2 separate regions of the Oryctolagus cuniculus genome follow, and region 2 is linked to region 1. A link is a contact called in public Micro-C data. All regions are on one chromosome and are shown on one strand. The core of a region is the stretch at or near the end of the contact, and the rest is flanking DNA. Distances in the headings are between cores, read along the strand shown. Region 1 holds the start of GNB5 (G protein subunit beta 5). Region 2 overlaps MYO5C (myosin VC).

Region 1 (6,794 bases), core at 2,551-5,050:
CCCTTCAGGTCTGAATTCAAAAGCCCCTCCCTGGGCCACCTTCTGTGGACACTTCCCTCTGCTCCCCCTTGCTCGCTTCCCACTTGCTGCCTGACTTCCTTGCTCTGTGGCTCGCGCTGCAGGTCGCTGGGATCCTGGGCCTGGTGTGGGAGGGAACTGACCACGTCGGGCAGGGGACAGGTGTCAGGGTCGGTACACAAGACAGTGGCTTGGAAAGTGTGCAGCTGAAGGGTGAGCGTCCAGCTTCTGTTTTCTGCGGACGGGGAGCAAGGGCGCAGTGGGGTGGGGGGTGGTCAGAGACCTGTGCAGAAGGAAAGAGTCTGAAATCGCCACCAGGAAGAAGTGGCCACAGGGACCGCTGGGCAGCCCTGAGTGAATAACGGCATCGTGACCTCCACCGGGTGCCACTTTGGTAGCGGCAGCTGGGGTTCAAGGGCAGGCAAGAGAGTGAGGACAGCAGGTGCATTGGGGCCAAGGTTTTGCCCGCCAGTGCTGAAGAAGAGATGGACGGCAAAGGAGCGAGGGCCAGCTGGCCAGATACCCGACGTCTCAGCGCCGGACTCGGGGAAGAGCGAGCACGGAGAGACTGTGGTCAGCGCAGGACGCAGCGATGAGAGGTCTGGGAGGAGGTGCGCATCTGAGTGCTGACAAGGCCCGGGGGGAGTGTGGAGTAGGCCGCTGGGATGCAGTGAGGGGCCGCATGTCCTCAGGGTCACTCTCGTGGACCCCGAAGACACCCAGGGTGAGGCAGGGCTTAGGGTCACAAAGAGGACCCAAGCCACAGTCCTAGGAAAGACTGCCTGGGAGGTCAGGAGACTACGCGGGTCGGACAGGAGGAGTCAGCTGAGTGGCAGGAGCCTTAAAGGAACAGGGGAAAGGGAAAGCAATGGTTGGCACCGGGCCAGCATCCTGGGTCAGACCCTGGTTTAAATCCTGGCTGCTCGGCTTCTGATCCGGCTCCCTGCTACCAGGCAGGGCCCAGGTACCAGGACCTCTGCCTCCCACGCGGGACACCCAGGTGGAGTTCCGGGCTTCTGGCCTCGGCCTGGCCCGGCCCCAGCCATTTGGGAAATGAACCAGTGGATGAAAGATCTCTCTCTCTCTCTCTTTGCCTTTCAAATAAAGAAAAATTGGAGAAAAAGAGAAAAGCAATGGTCTGGAAGCTGCAGGGAAACAGAAGGGAGCAGTCACCTGGCTGCCGGAATTTTCAACTCAAAAATTCTGATCCCCGCAGGTGAGGACGGACCCTTCCCTGGGGGCGCCAATCAGGCTCTGCAGAGGGAGGCCCTCTGGGGTGGCCCAGAGCCACGCCGCCACCACCTCTATGCTGTAAGCAACTTACAAAGTCCCAGGGAAGGCTGGAACTATCCCAGGGAGGGGCTTTGTCTTTAAAAGAGAGAATAAAGTAGCTTTTATTTATTTTTTAATTGACAGAATTACATACTGCATTAGTCAGTGTTTTGTTACTTTAACAGAAACACTGGAGACACGTGGGGAGCTACTCAGAAAGGAGGGAAGTTTTATTTCAGCTGACAGTTTTGGAGAGTCACAGTCTAAGATCTGTGGCCCTAGTGATTTGGGCATCTGGTGAGGCTATGACTTTTTTTAAAATTAATGATTAATTATTGATTTGAAAAATGGAATTAGAGAGAGAAGAGAGAGAGAAAGGAGACAGAGGTCTTCCATCTGCTGATTCACTCCCCAACTGGTCATAACAGCTGAGGATGGGGCGGGCCGAAGCCAGGAGGCTGGAACTCCATCCTGGTCTCCTCACCACCTAGGCCACCTTCCTCTGCCTTCCCAGGTGCATGAGCAGGGAGCTGGGTTGGAGGTGGAGCAGCTGGGACCCAAACCAGTGCCCATCCGGGATCCAGCTGCACTGCATCAGCCCTGAGACCACTGCCCTTCTGAAGAACGTTCTCTGCATCCAGCTAAAGCAGTTTGGCAAAAACAAAACAAACAAGAAGGAAAGCAGACGCGCCACTCGGCCTGCCGGGGCGGGGATCCTGGTCCCTGGACTTCTCAGCACGGCCAGTACTGAGGTCATCACCTGCACAGTGCAGAAACCTGCACGGGGAGACGGGGCAGCCCCAGCTCACGCTTCTCAACACCCACTCCCCACTCCTCTCCTGGTAACAGAGACCCAGCTTTGGCCCAGCCAGTTCTCCCTTTCCCAGCCTTCCTTGCAGCGGCCACGTGGCCTTGGTCTTGCCTGCGAAGCGCCCACAGAAATCTTGGGAGGAGACAGGAGAGTTTCTGGGCAAAGTGCTGCTGTCCTGAAAAGAAGGAGCAAACAGTCACACCCACTTCTTCCTGCCTGGGATTTAGAAGAAATGTCTGGCGCTGTGGCAAGCATATCTTAACTATGTGGCAAATGCCAGTGCTCGGAGGTATGCAGAAGGCAGAAGGAACCAGGTTTCCTGATGGTGCACTGGGCAGCTGAACCAAAGCTGTCAATTAAGAAAATTAATTCCTGTGACGGGCGATGTGCCACTGGCACCCCACATGGGCGCCGGCTGAAATTGAGGCTGCTCCACCTCCCACCCAGCTTCCTGCTCACACAGCCTGAGAAAGCAGCAGAAGATGGTCCAAGTGCTCAGGCCCCTGCCATCCACGGGGGAGACCAGATGAAGCCCCTGGCTCCTGGCTTCAGGCTGGCCAAAGTGGACCAGCAGATCTCTCCGCTTCTCCTTCTCTGGAATTCTGCCTTTCGAATAAATAGAGCTTAAAAAGAAAGAAAACTAACTTGCAATTTGCCTACCTATTTGGGGTTTATGGTTAATTCGCCACACAGGAGCTTAGAGCGCCCACCAGGAAAACATAGCACGCCATAGATTCAGGTCATCTGTTTCCACCAAGTGATTTTCCAAAAACAGAATGGAACGCTAAAGGCGCTGAGGGGAGCCCAGGCACAAGGTGCGGGAGTGCACAGGCACTTCGTGGAGGCCTTGCTCAGCGAGTCACCCCCGGGGCTGCAGAGCGAGGAGGTAGGACGAGGTAGGACGACCTCCCCAAGCCTGGCCCTGGGCTGCACCTCGGCTGGGACGAGCCAGCTGCCACTTCAGGACAGCCGACGGGGCCGAGGCCACCGAAGCTGGCTGTTGTCGCGTGCACTCATCCACCAGCCCAGAGCCGGTTCTCGATCCCGAGCTGCTGGGCAGTAACAACGCACGTTCAAACAGGGCTGCCACTGCCCGCCTGGGCCGACCACGCGCATCTATCCAAAAGCTCTGGAAGTGGCCAGAAACGCCCGAAATGGCTGGGTCCGCTGAGCTCCTCGGCTTCCCCTCCCCCATCCGCCTCCCGCCCCCTAAGGAGAGTGGGTTGAGATTGGCGAAAAACAGCTTCGGGATCAGTCTGGGTCCTCGGCCAGGGACGCCACAGCGCTGCAGAAAGCCGACGATGCAAACAAAACCCGAGCTCAGCCTAGGCCGCGCGGTCACCCCGGACGCCGCGCCCGGCAGCGGCGGGGATGCCATCCCAGCGCGGCGGGCAGGCGGCGGCGGCCACCGGGCCCGCGGATCCCGAGCCTCCCAGGCGGGCCTCGGCGCCGCTCCCCGCGCCTCGCCTCGCCCGCGCGCCGGGCCCGGGGCCTCCCTCCCCGCGCCGGCGCGCGCCCGCAGCCTGCCCTGTGCACCCGGCCCGCCTCCCGGCGCGCCGCCCCCGCCCCCGGCCCGGCCCGCACTCACGCTCCACGTCGTGCAGCTTGGCCCGCTCCTCCTCCAGTTTGCCCTTGAGGCTCTCGGCCTCGATCTTGAGCGACGCCAGGGTCTCGTTCTCGTGCAGCCCGTCGGTTGCCATCTTCGGCGCGGAGGGAAGCGAGAGCGGGGATGCGGTGAGCGGGCGCCGAGCCGCGGCGGGCGCTGCAGCCCCAGCCCCGGTCCCGCGGCCCCGAGCGCCGCCCCGCCGCCCCGCCCTCCGGCCGTGACGCGCGCCGCTACGGCTGGGCTGAGGCGGCGACCCCCGCGCCAGCTCGCGCGTCCCGCCGCGCCCCCTGCACCTGCGGGCGCGCCCTGGCGCACCGCCCGGCGCCCTGGCCGCGCTGCGGCGGCTGCGCGCGTCCCCGCGGGGGAGGGAGTGTCATGCCCATTTCACCGGTGGGAACACTGAGGTTCGGAGATGCTAGGTGACATGCCAGCGGATGCGCACGTGGTGTGCTACCGGACAGCGACGCAGCCCTTCCTCTCCCCACTCCCCGCCCCTTCCCCCAATCAGGAGCTTGAGGGACTGCAGCTGGCTCCTGCCGAAGATGGTGGACAATCGGGAGGCAAGGCTCACTAAGCACTCAGGGGTCACACTCCTAGAAAGAAGGCACGGCAGGATGTGGCCCCAGGCAGTCTGGCTCCAGCAGACCTGTGGACTTGGCGTGGGTGACCCAGCTTCTGCCTTCTGCCGGGGCCCTCCTCTGTGACCGGGCATGGGTTGCGCAGAAATGGGAAGGCAGCGCATTCTGGAGTGAACCCCGACAAGCAGACTCCTGGGTGCTGCCCCCACTCTCTCGGTGCTCCTGCCTCCCTGAGAACCCGGACTCTCCTTGCTTGTCCCAGGACAGCTGGAAATCATCTACCTCGATCTATCCACAGTTGTGGTGCAGGTTCGAGTCTGGGATCTGCCGTTTCCTTCTCTGGGAACCCTGCACCCGACGGTTGCCGTGGGAAGGAAAACCTTCCCCAGACTTCTGCGTACACAGCAGATGTCTGTTAGCTGCCACTTGCCTGCTCCCTTGCATGGGTACAGGTTGATCTGTGGTTTCCTGCAGCGTTGAGCATAATGCTGGTATACAGCAGGTGCTCAGTTAATGCTACTTTACTAAATGGATGTGCAAAACAGAATTGATAAAAGATCACTATATAAACTATGTCGTTTCAACTCAAACTAATACATGTGTTTTTATATATGATGACTGTTCATGTCAGTATACAAGTAAAACAGAAAAGGAAAAATGTGTGTTTCTGAGTTCGAGGTGCTAAAGGGCTCTGCATGAGTCAGCCTGCCGGTGGGGGCGGGGAGGGGGGGACAAATCCTGGCTGTGCTGTTTGCCTGGGACCGTCCCTCCACTGAGCCTGGGGCTCCTGGTCTGCAGGGAGCAGGCAGGACCTTCTCTGCCTGTTACGGCTGAGGCTGCCATCACACCGGAGCCTGATGACACAGCAGAGCGAGAGTGAGAACTGGGTCGTGGCAGACACCCACCCAGGGGCCATCTCGGCATGGCAGCAGCGTCTCTGCACCCTCAGGCTGCACCTGTCAGACCCCCATGAGATGTGGTGGGTGGCTGGGGGTCTGTGTGTCTGTGTTGACCAAGGCTGGGCAGCCTGCTTCACACGAGGGCATGCCCTCCCCCGGCTGTCCTCCGCCTAAGGCAGAGCCGAGCATCCACCCACCTTGGGGGGGGGGTGCCACCTGGAGATGACGTTGTGTGGCCTTCGGTGGCCAGGCTGGGTTTGCAGGACACCTTCTTGCACTTGGGAGGTAACTCCTTTTTCTTTTTTTCTTTCTTTCTTTTTTTTTTTTTTTTTTTTTTTTTTGACAGGCAGAGTGGACAGTGAGAGAGAGAGAGAGAGAGAGAGAGAGAGAGAGAAAGGTCTTCCATTTGCCATTGGTTCACCCTCAAATGGCCGCCGTGGCCAGCGCACCACGCAGATCTGAAGCCAGGAGCTAGGTGCTTCTCCTGGTCTCCCATGCAGCTGCAGGGCCCAAGCACTCCCTGGCCACAGCAGAGAGCTGGCCTGGAAGAGGGGCAACCGGGACAGAATCAGGCACCCCAACCGGGACTAGAACCCAGGGTGCCGGCGCTGCAAGGCGGAGGATTAGCCTAGTGAGCCGTGGCGCCGGCCCGGGAGCTAACTCCTTTTTAGAAATCGAGGGAAGGCCGTGGCCCACCATCTTTCTGCAGGGTACAGGGCGGTACGGGGCCACCCCCATACCCCTCCAGGGGCCTTGGCACCTTTGTGAACAGTCAGCTGTCCATCCCTGGCTGTCTCCTATCTTGTTTTGTCGCCCCTGATGGTCACCATCTCCTGAAAGAGGATCTGCAGGCAGGGCCTCCGAGCTGGGGAGAAACCACAGTGTCTCAGTGGACCCAAACTCTGGGGTGCTGGGCTCCTTCAGCTCCCGGAGGACGCTGTTATTAGCAAACAGCAGGTAGGGGGAGCCCTCCCCAGGTGTCCTCGGCTTCGCGATTTGCAGAGCCAAGGGCAGAACAAGAGCCCTGCAGACAGAGCCTGACAAGACCTCAGGGTTACTGTGCCGTCTCCAAGCCTCTAGACGCCACCTTGCACTCTTTGCTTTGCTTTGTTTTATAGGATTTATTTAAAAATGTAATCACACTGGAACCAGAGGATAAAAAATGTCTTTTCCTTTTCAGCTGGATGAAATGCGAACACCATCTCTCCTGTGTTTGATGTGTGGTTTTGCAATTTGTTGAAGATTCAGGGCTTTTTCGGGAAGTTTTTGGAAAGAGTGCTTTACCGCTTCTCACCAGGTGGGGGCTCTGCCGAGCTGCTCGATGGAAACCTAGCTTTGCCAATCAGATTCCTAAGGCTCCAGCCATGCTGTGCGTTATTTTTTGCTGCAAGATCTGGAGCCTGTGCATTGCCACCTCTGGAGAGGACTGGATTTTGTGTACTTTGAAAAGCACCAGCATTTGTCTTCACTTCCTCAATCTCCCTGAAGGCTTAGAAAGCACTCTTTGAGCGTTGTACTCACTATTGAATCCCTGTATAATTCATCCCGCGAGTCTTCCATCGAGCTGTACCTACATGCAGCTGGGACAGGGACCCTGAAAAGTGCCCTCA
Region 2 (7,142 bases), core at 2,955-5,454, 63 kb after region 1:
GAGCTGGGCCAGGCTGAAGCCAGGAGCCAGGAGCTGCTTCTACATCTCCCACGTGCATGCAGAGGCCCAAGCACTTGGACCATCCCTCGCTGCTTTTCCCAGGCCATTTGCAGGGAGCTTGATTGGAAGTGGAGCAGCTGGGACTCAAACCGGCACCCATATGGGATGTTGGCAGCAGCTTTACCCACTATGCCCCAGTGCCAGCCCCCAAATGCTTACTTTTTGGACTCTGAGCTGCACCCTGCCAGTGCCCGGACCATTTGCCACACTCTGGTGTGCACACGCACGCTTGTTACTCTTCTCTGTGACACATGCCGATCCACGTCACTGTCAGTGACGTCATGAGTAACAGCAGACACCCCCCAGGCCTCACCAACCTTGCTGGCTCTCAGGACTTCAACGAGCATGTCGTAGACGGTGTCTCTGTTCTTCTCCAGGAAACCTTCACATTTATACTCCACCTGGGCAGAGAGAGAGGCCACAGCAGACAACGTCTACATTTAACTGCTTGGAAAGAAAGGGGAATAAAGAGGCTATGAAGGCAATCTCACCCCAAAAGATTCCCTTGTGTTTTCCACAGTAAGCTCACAATACGTGAGCTCAGAAAGCTGGGGACGGCTCTGCCCACGCAGAGCCAGGCTCTCCCCTGCCTGGAGTCTCGCTAGCCACGGGCCACCCTGCCTTGGCCTGTGGGTTCCCAGAGCCAGGCTCTCCCCTGCCTGGAGTCTCGCTAGCCACGGGCCACCCTGCCTTGGCCTGTGGGTTCCCTCTGGCCCCAGGTAACCCGCTGTGCCTTGCAGAGTGTGCGGTGACAACAAAGAGCTGGCTCACGGCATCCAATTTGCCTTGGAAGCCACCAGGAAGAAGGAAATTGTGTTCCTAGGCCAGCATTAACATGGTAGAAAGGAAAGACGAACTGGCCAGCTGGCCGCCGGGCTTTCAAGGGCCACTGAGCCCTCCAAGTCGGGGTCGGGGCAGGTGCTTGTCCTGCCTGAGTCTCACTTAGAACTTGGAGAGTTGCAAGCCTCTCCGATCAGTGAGGCTCCCAGAGTCCCTCCAGGGTGGCCGCTCACGTCCAGATCCCCACAGGGCATGTCTTGGGGTTGTGGGCTTTAATACGGGATGGGCATTTTTCACAAGTTAAAAAAACTTGTGAGAAAGTTCATTTTAAAAAACTGGCTATGAGCAAACAGGCTTTTGTGGGTGCTGGCATCTGGGCTCACTTTGCTCCCCGCGATGGGTAGGGTGTCCTTGCTAGTGGGTAAGAACCGGGAGCCCTGGCTGTGTGTAGGCACTCCCGGTGGAGGGAGTGTGTGGACACTGGTACAGTCTTCTAGAATGGTGGTGAGAGCCAGAGGTGTCGACAGGGAAGGTGGGGCAACTCTAGAGCTGCCCTGGCCGGGGGGCCCTGGCACGGGGCTGCAGCTGGGGACTCTGGGAGGGAGGGGCGGTGGGTGGGGTCGCCACCCCCAAGCACAGCTGCCTTGTCCTCAAGATGACCCCGTTCCTGGGGCCACCTTGGTGGAGAAGCTCCTGCAAGCTACAGCACGAGGCGTACTCCCGCCCACCCATCGTCCATCCACCACGCCGCTTGTTCTTTTAAGGGGGGGCTTCTTGGAAGTAGCAGGTGAGATAATTCAACATACAGACCCTGGAACTAGACAGACCCCACATGTTTACTGGTGGAATCTGGTCTTTTCTTCCTTTTCCCTATGAGACCAGAACCCTGACATTCTAAAAGACAACTACTGGTGCGCGTACTTCGACAGCACCAGTCATTCCACGGGTACCTTTTCTATAGCTCCTCTGGGAAGCTCTAAGTATTCAGTTCTATCTCATTTAATATGTGCCTAGAGCCTACAGGGGGATCACAGCTCTCTAGGCCGCTGCCACCACCTGGGGCAGCAGCAGCAGATCTGACAAGGGCACTCGTCTCTGCGATGGATGAGTGACAGCTCTTCCTGGTCTCTAGGCCCTGGGCAGGCCCTGGGCAGGCCACAAGAGCCACGCTCAGCTGAGAGTGGACGGAGGGGAGGAGGTGAAGAAGATGATGAGCCGGTGCCTTGACAGCAAGCAGTCATGGCGATTTATCTGTGTTTCTTCTATAATGTGATTTTTAAAACAATTTATTTTAATAAAAGCTGTGTTTGTTTAGTAAACACATAAGGCATATATAAAAGAAAAGAAGTATTTCCTAGAAAACCCATCCTCTTAACTGATGCTGTTATTACAATAAATACATCCCCGTTCTAAAACATACGGAAAGTTCCGGGAGAGACACAGCGTTCACCGTAGGAACAGTCACGCTGCCTCGATGAGCCCAGTAGCATCGCAAACACTAACTGCTAAGAGGTTTACGACTTCACAGGAAACGCTAAGTCGGGTATTTTGTCATTAAAACAAAAGAATCCTCAGACACCCAGAGGCAGCCACGCGCATGCTCCTGCCTCCGACCTGCAGGCTAAGCCTACGCTGTCTGTGGTGGAGCTCCCGCCTGCCCGCCCCCTGGAGACGCTTCCAGCTCCGGGCAGACGGCGTGGCTCGGCGCGCTCACCGTACCTTATCAGCGAAGTGCTGGATGATGAAGGATGTGTTCGACATTCTAGGCTTTTCGAACAGAGCGTTCTTGTTGACAAAATTATTGTACAGCTTTTGAAGCCAGTTTTCATCAGTTCCATGTGGTAACTGGGAACGAAAAGCACACCAAATAGCAAGTAAGAAACGAGAACTAAAAAATAGAAAAGCAAGAATTTTTAAATGCATTTGTATGAGGCAGAGAGAGAGAGAGCGAGAGAGCGTTCTCCCTTCCATTGGTTCACTCTCCAAATACCTGCAACATCCGGGGTTGCACAGGGGCCAAAGCCCAATCCAGGAAGTCAGTCCTAGTCTCGGCCATGGGTGGCAGAGACCCCTTGGGTCTGGTCAGGAGTCAGAGGCAGGTATCAAACCCAGGCGCTCCATTATGGGATGCGGGTGTCTTAACCGCTAAGCCAAACACCATCCACCAAAAGCACTAATTCCAAAACGCAGGTGACCTGCCACCTCGGAGGGAACTGCTCTAGACCGAGGCCTCCTCTAAGCATATCTGTCCCTTATCCTACCAATCCTTAGGGTAATTTTAAAATAAGTAGTCAACAAATAATAATTGTACATAATAAGTGACCTTTAAGCGGGCATATCAATGTCTTTTAGGAACAATAAAACATTCTAGATAAATGGAAATGTCCATACAATCACTGAAGAATTTGGGGCCGGCCTGCAGCGCTGGCATCCCATATGAGTCCCGGCTGTTCCACTTCTAATCCAGCTTCCTGCTAATGTGCCTGGGAAAGCAGTGCAAGATGGCAAGTGCTTAGGCCCCTGCACTGACATGGGAGACCTCGAAGAAGCTCCAGGATCCTGGCTTCAGACCTCCCAGCTCTGGCCATTGAGGCCATTTGGGGAGTGAACTAGTGGATGAAAGATCTCTCTCTCTCTCTGCTTCTGCCTCTCTGTAACTCTGCCTTTCAAGTAAATAAATCTTTTTAAAAAATGAAGAATTTTACTTCTGTAAGACAGGCAGTACTTTATGTCAGGAAGACACAGCACGCATTCCATTCTGTGAACATAACTCTTCCTTGCACTGGAGCGTAGCCCTCCAACCCCACCCCTTCAGGAAAACCATTTTCGTTGGTTTACCTGCCTAACCACCCCCTTGAATTAAGGCCTTACCTCTGCAACTAAGTCAGCTGCAAAACTTGCCCTTGAACTCTAGTGAATGTGAAACCATCAACTGCACTCAGCCCGACCCTGTGACTGACAGCACCCAGGGTGTCTCAGTGACCCCTGCACTACCTCACTGTGACAGTGGTCACCTGCGGGTGAAGTGGACACACACACTTCCTAGGGGCTCCTTTGATCTCTGCACCCCTACCCCTGTAGAACATTCCAGAACGCTGGGCGTGGACACCTGTCTTTGAACTTATATCAAACACAGGTGACCCCAGAAAGGCGAATCTGTGAGTACAGCTATGGAATGGAGAATTCTAGGAAGAAATCACCCACAAGCTTTCAACATTACGATGATTTTTATACAAATAAGTATTGGGAAATGGGAGAAATTCCACGATTGAGCATCAAAAGACACGCCTTAAACCTTCCTGGGCTGTTTGTTCTTGGGGCCACAGCCCGGCTGCCCTGAGACAATGTTACCCCTCCCAGAGGGGAATGACACAGAGAAAGTGCCCGGGGACATCTCCCCAGTCACAGGATGCTGGCTTTTCAGCTGCACCTCCTGGGTGACTCACAAGAACAGGAAGTAAAGAAAATCAATGCCCATGACTCAGTAACAGCTGGAGCGGAGTCACTTGCCGTTTTCATGGTCCCCTACGCACACCTGGAGACAGCCTTAAGGGCCATCTCCCTGCTGGGTCTTACCTAAGAGCTAAGAGGTGGTGTGCGCTGCCCAGGGGCAGTGCTCCCGGCGGGAGGGTCCCCAGCCCTCTGAGGCTCCTGCCGACCAAGTGGGCAACGCCACCAAGACTTCTTAAGGAGGCTTCTAAACATAAAGTCACTTGACAAAACGCTCATCTGTTAATACTCAGAAGCTTCAAAAAGTGGGGCAGGCACTGTAGCACAGCAGGTTAAGCTGCAGCCCACATCAGGGTGTCTAGTTCGAGGCTGACCTCTGCTCCTGATCCAGCTCCCTGCTACTAATGTATCTGGGAGGCACCTGCCACCCACGTGGGAGACCCAGCTGGAGTTCTAGTTTCCCGGATTCGGCCTGGCCCAGCCCTGGCTGTGGTGGGCATTTGAGGAGTGAAACAGGGTGGAAGATCTCTCCCTGTGTGTCTCCTCTTCTCTTACTCTGCCTTTCCAATAAACAAGGCTCTAGAAGTTGAAAAAGAACCCAAATATTTGAAAAAGTTACCAAGCATTCTTCATCCAGCAGCTCCAAAATGCCCATTTTTGCTTCAATCAGGTCAATAACTGGCTGATTGTCATAAAAATCTATCAGAGTCCAAGGGATATCTTCCTTCATATACTCTTCTTGTTCAAGCTTAAAGACATGCTGAGTCAAGACAGAAAGTAAGAGCCAGTATTACCAAGGGCTTCGGAACAGCAGGACGCAAGCGTCTGGAAAAACCTGCGGCAATGGTGGCCGTGATATGTGCAGGCTGAGATACAGGGACCCTGGGGCACAGGCCACCCCCTCCCTGGTCTGAGTAGGTCCCCACCTCCTAGCACACCCAGCGTGGTCCCGGAGCCCTGCCTTGCTCCCCACTCTCTGCCCCAGTGCTGCTTGGGGACACGCCCAGACTTGAGCTGGAGCAGCCGGGCTGGCTGCAGGCCAGGATGAGAACCCAACTTGGAGGCCTTTGCTACTTGCTGGGCTGTGAGGGTAGCAGGGAGGCTTCCTGGAAGATGTGGCTCAGGCTCCCTCTGGAGGAGGAGGAGAGTTTGGCAGGCGGGCGGCCAGGCAGGGGAGAGGCAAGGAGAACAGCCCCCTGCAGAAGCAGCCCAGTGGGAACAGCTCAGAAGCTCAACAGGTGGCTGAGCAATGCACCCTGGGACAGGAGGAGACCAGAGCCAACAACAGAGGGGAGATCACGCGGGAGCCTCGCGCCCCCTCCAGGGACATCAGGTCCTGTGGTCTTTTCCTAGGGGCAGCGAGGACCCTCTGAGGGTGAGACTGGGGGCGGGGTGCCATTGAAGAGGGCAAGGCTGGAGGCCTGGAGAGCAGGCAGGCTCAGCACACGCTCTTTGTGGTCAGCAGCCCATGGGAGGCAAGCGAGAGGATCTGGGAGGGGGAGGGGGAGGGGGAGGAGGAGGAGGCGGAGGAGGAGGAAGAGGATGGGATGAGTGTCACACTCCGGACACAGGCTCAAGTGTGGTGGCTGACCCATGAAGAGCACCGAGGGTGAGCAGGCTGAGAGGGGCACGGGCGAGTCTGCTTCTCAGCCTGGTCCTGCTGAGCCCCTGACACCCAGGCAGGGCTGGCAGCAGCCAGGGGTGCAGGCCTCGAGGGTGGGGAGTGCCCCTGAGGTTGTGTGCACAGGTGTTTGATGGCCCCAGGGGTGTGCACTTCGACAGGCGACCTGAACAGAAGAGAAGAGGAAAAAGAAGGGGGGGGGCAGGGAAGAAGAAGGGCGGGGCAGGAAAAAGAACAGAATTACAGCCCCTGGTGCAGGCTGTCAGTCCAGAGTCTCCCTCGCGTTCTTTTGAACTGGAGCCGGCTGAGTGCCTTGGGGAAGAACAGGGCCTGGAGTGCAGGGGGCGGGCAGCCCCAGCAGGTGCAGTGTGGCCTCGTGTGAGTCATGCTGATTCCGTGCTGGGAAGAACCCTCAGCTGCAGTTAGCAAAGGCTAAACTGCCAGGAAACCTTGTGAATGCTGAAGGAACAGAAGTGAGCAATGGGAGAAATTCTGCTCCCCATGCCTGGATTAACTCCAACGCATGGAAGAGGGAAGCGATTTACTGGGTGGACCTGGTGTTTGGTCACCCCTTCCCAACAGCATCTGCCGGATTCTAGTGACTCATTTTTTAAAATGGGGAGACTGGGGCTCCCAGAGCCCGAGGTGTCCGTGGAGAGGGAGGTGAGGCGGAGATCCAAACCCGCTTCCGTGAGAGCGGAGGCCCAGGCTCTCGCCCACGGCCGCTGTGTTCTCCGCAGGGGCTGTCAGGGAGAACAAGTTTCGATGCTGGACCTCAGCCAGGGTGTAGCCATTCCTTGGAGGGACTCAGGTTGTCAAAGTGTCACTTCGCTCATGGACTGGAAGCAGCGGGGAGGGAGAACCTGAGTTCGTAGAGCATCTTAGCGCTCCGCGTGGCTTTGCAGAGATGCAGCCACACGTGCAGGAAGGAAGCTGTCATGGCCGCTCTGAGGCTGCTTTCCCGGCGCAGCTGCTACAGGACGATATCCAGCTCACATCTAACCTCACCCATCTCGGGTTGGGAACAAGGCGTTTGCACTGTGAGAGGTCCAATAAAGTTGCCGCATTGGGGGAATTTATCTGAGATGTGAAAGTTGTGTTTAATACAACAGCAACGTTTTCGAATAAACACATTTTCCCACTGGGGAGAAACTGGAATCCAACTCTTGTGTGTTCCCAGGAAAGGGCCTGTCTGGTCTGAATCAGGAAGGTGCCAGGTTCTAAGTTAACA

Evidence for each region. A called contact is a pair of places that touch in the nucleus more often than the background predicts.
Region 2: a contact with region 1 is called in a Micro-C map of ear pinna, with 6 times the contacts expected there. The contact joins the enhancer-like site here to the promoter of GNB5 in region 1. A contact is called at or near these places in 2 of 6 Hi-C or Micro-C datasets (ear pinna and an unstated tissue).

What each region holds. Positions count from the first base shown.
Region 1 is chr12:74,866,621-74,873,414 of mOryCun1.1, forward strand. GNB5 (G protein subunit beta 5) reads right to left here and starts at 3,801. Exons shown (of 10, transcript NM_001082170.1): 1 at 3,690-3,801. The coding sequence starts at 3,801.
Region 2 is chr12:74,929,212-74,936,353 of mOryCun1.1, forward strand. It overlaps MYO5C (myosin VC), which reads right to left. Exons shown (of 41, transcript XM_008268992.4): 12 at 4,910-5,050; 13 at 2,560-2,685; 14 at 378-461. Among named protein-coding and RNA genes, the nearest start is that of MYO5C, 42 kb to the right of the region's middle. Within about 2 kb of position 4,205, at least 1 of the 8 cell types and tissues checked has an H3K27ac peak or open chromatin away from gene starts, as enhancers often do.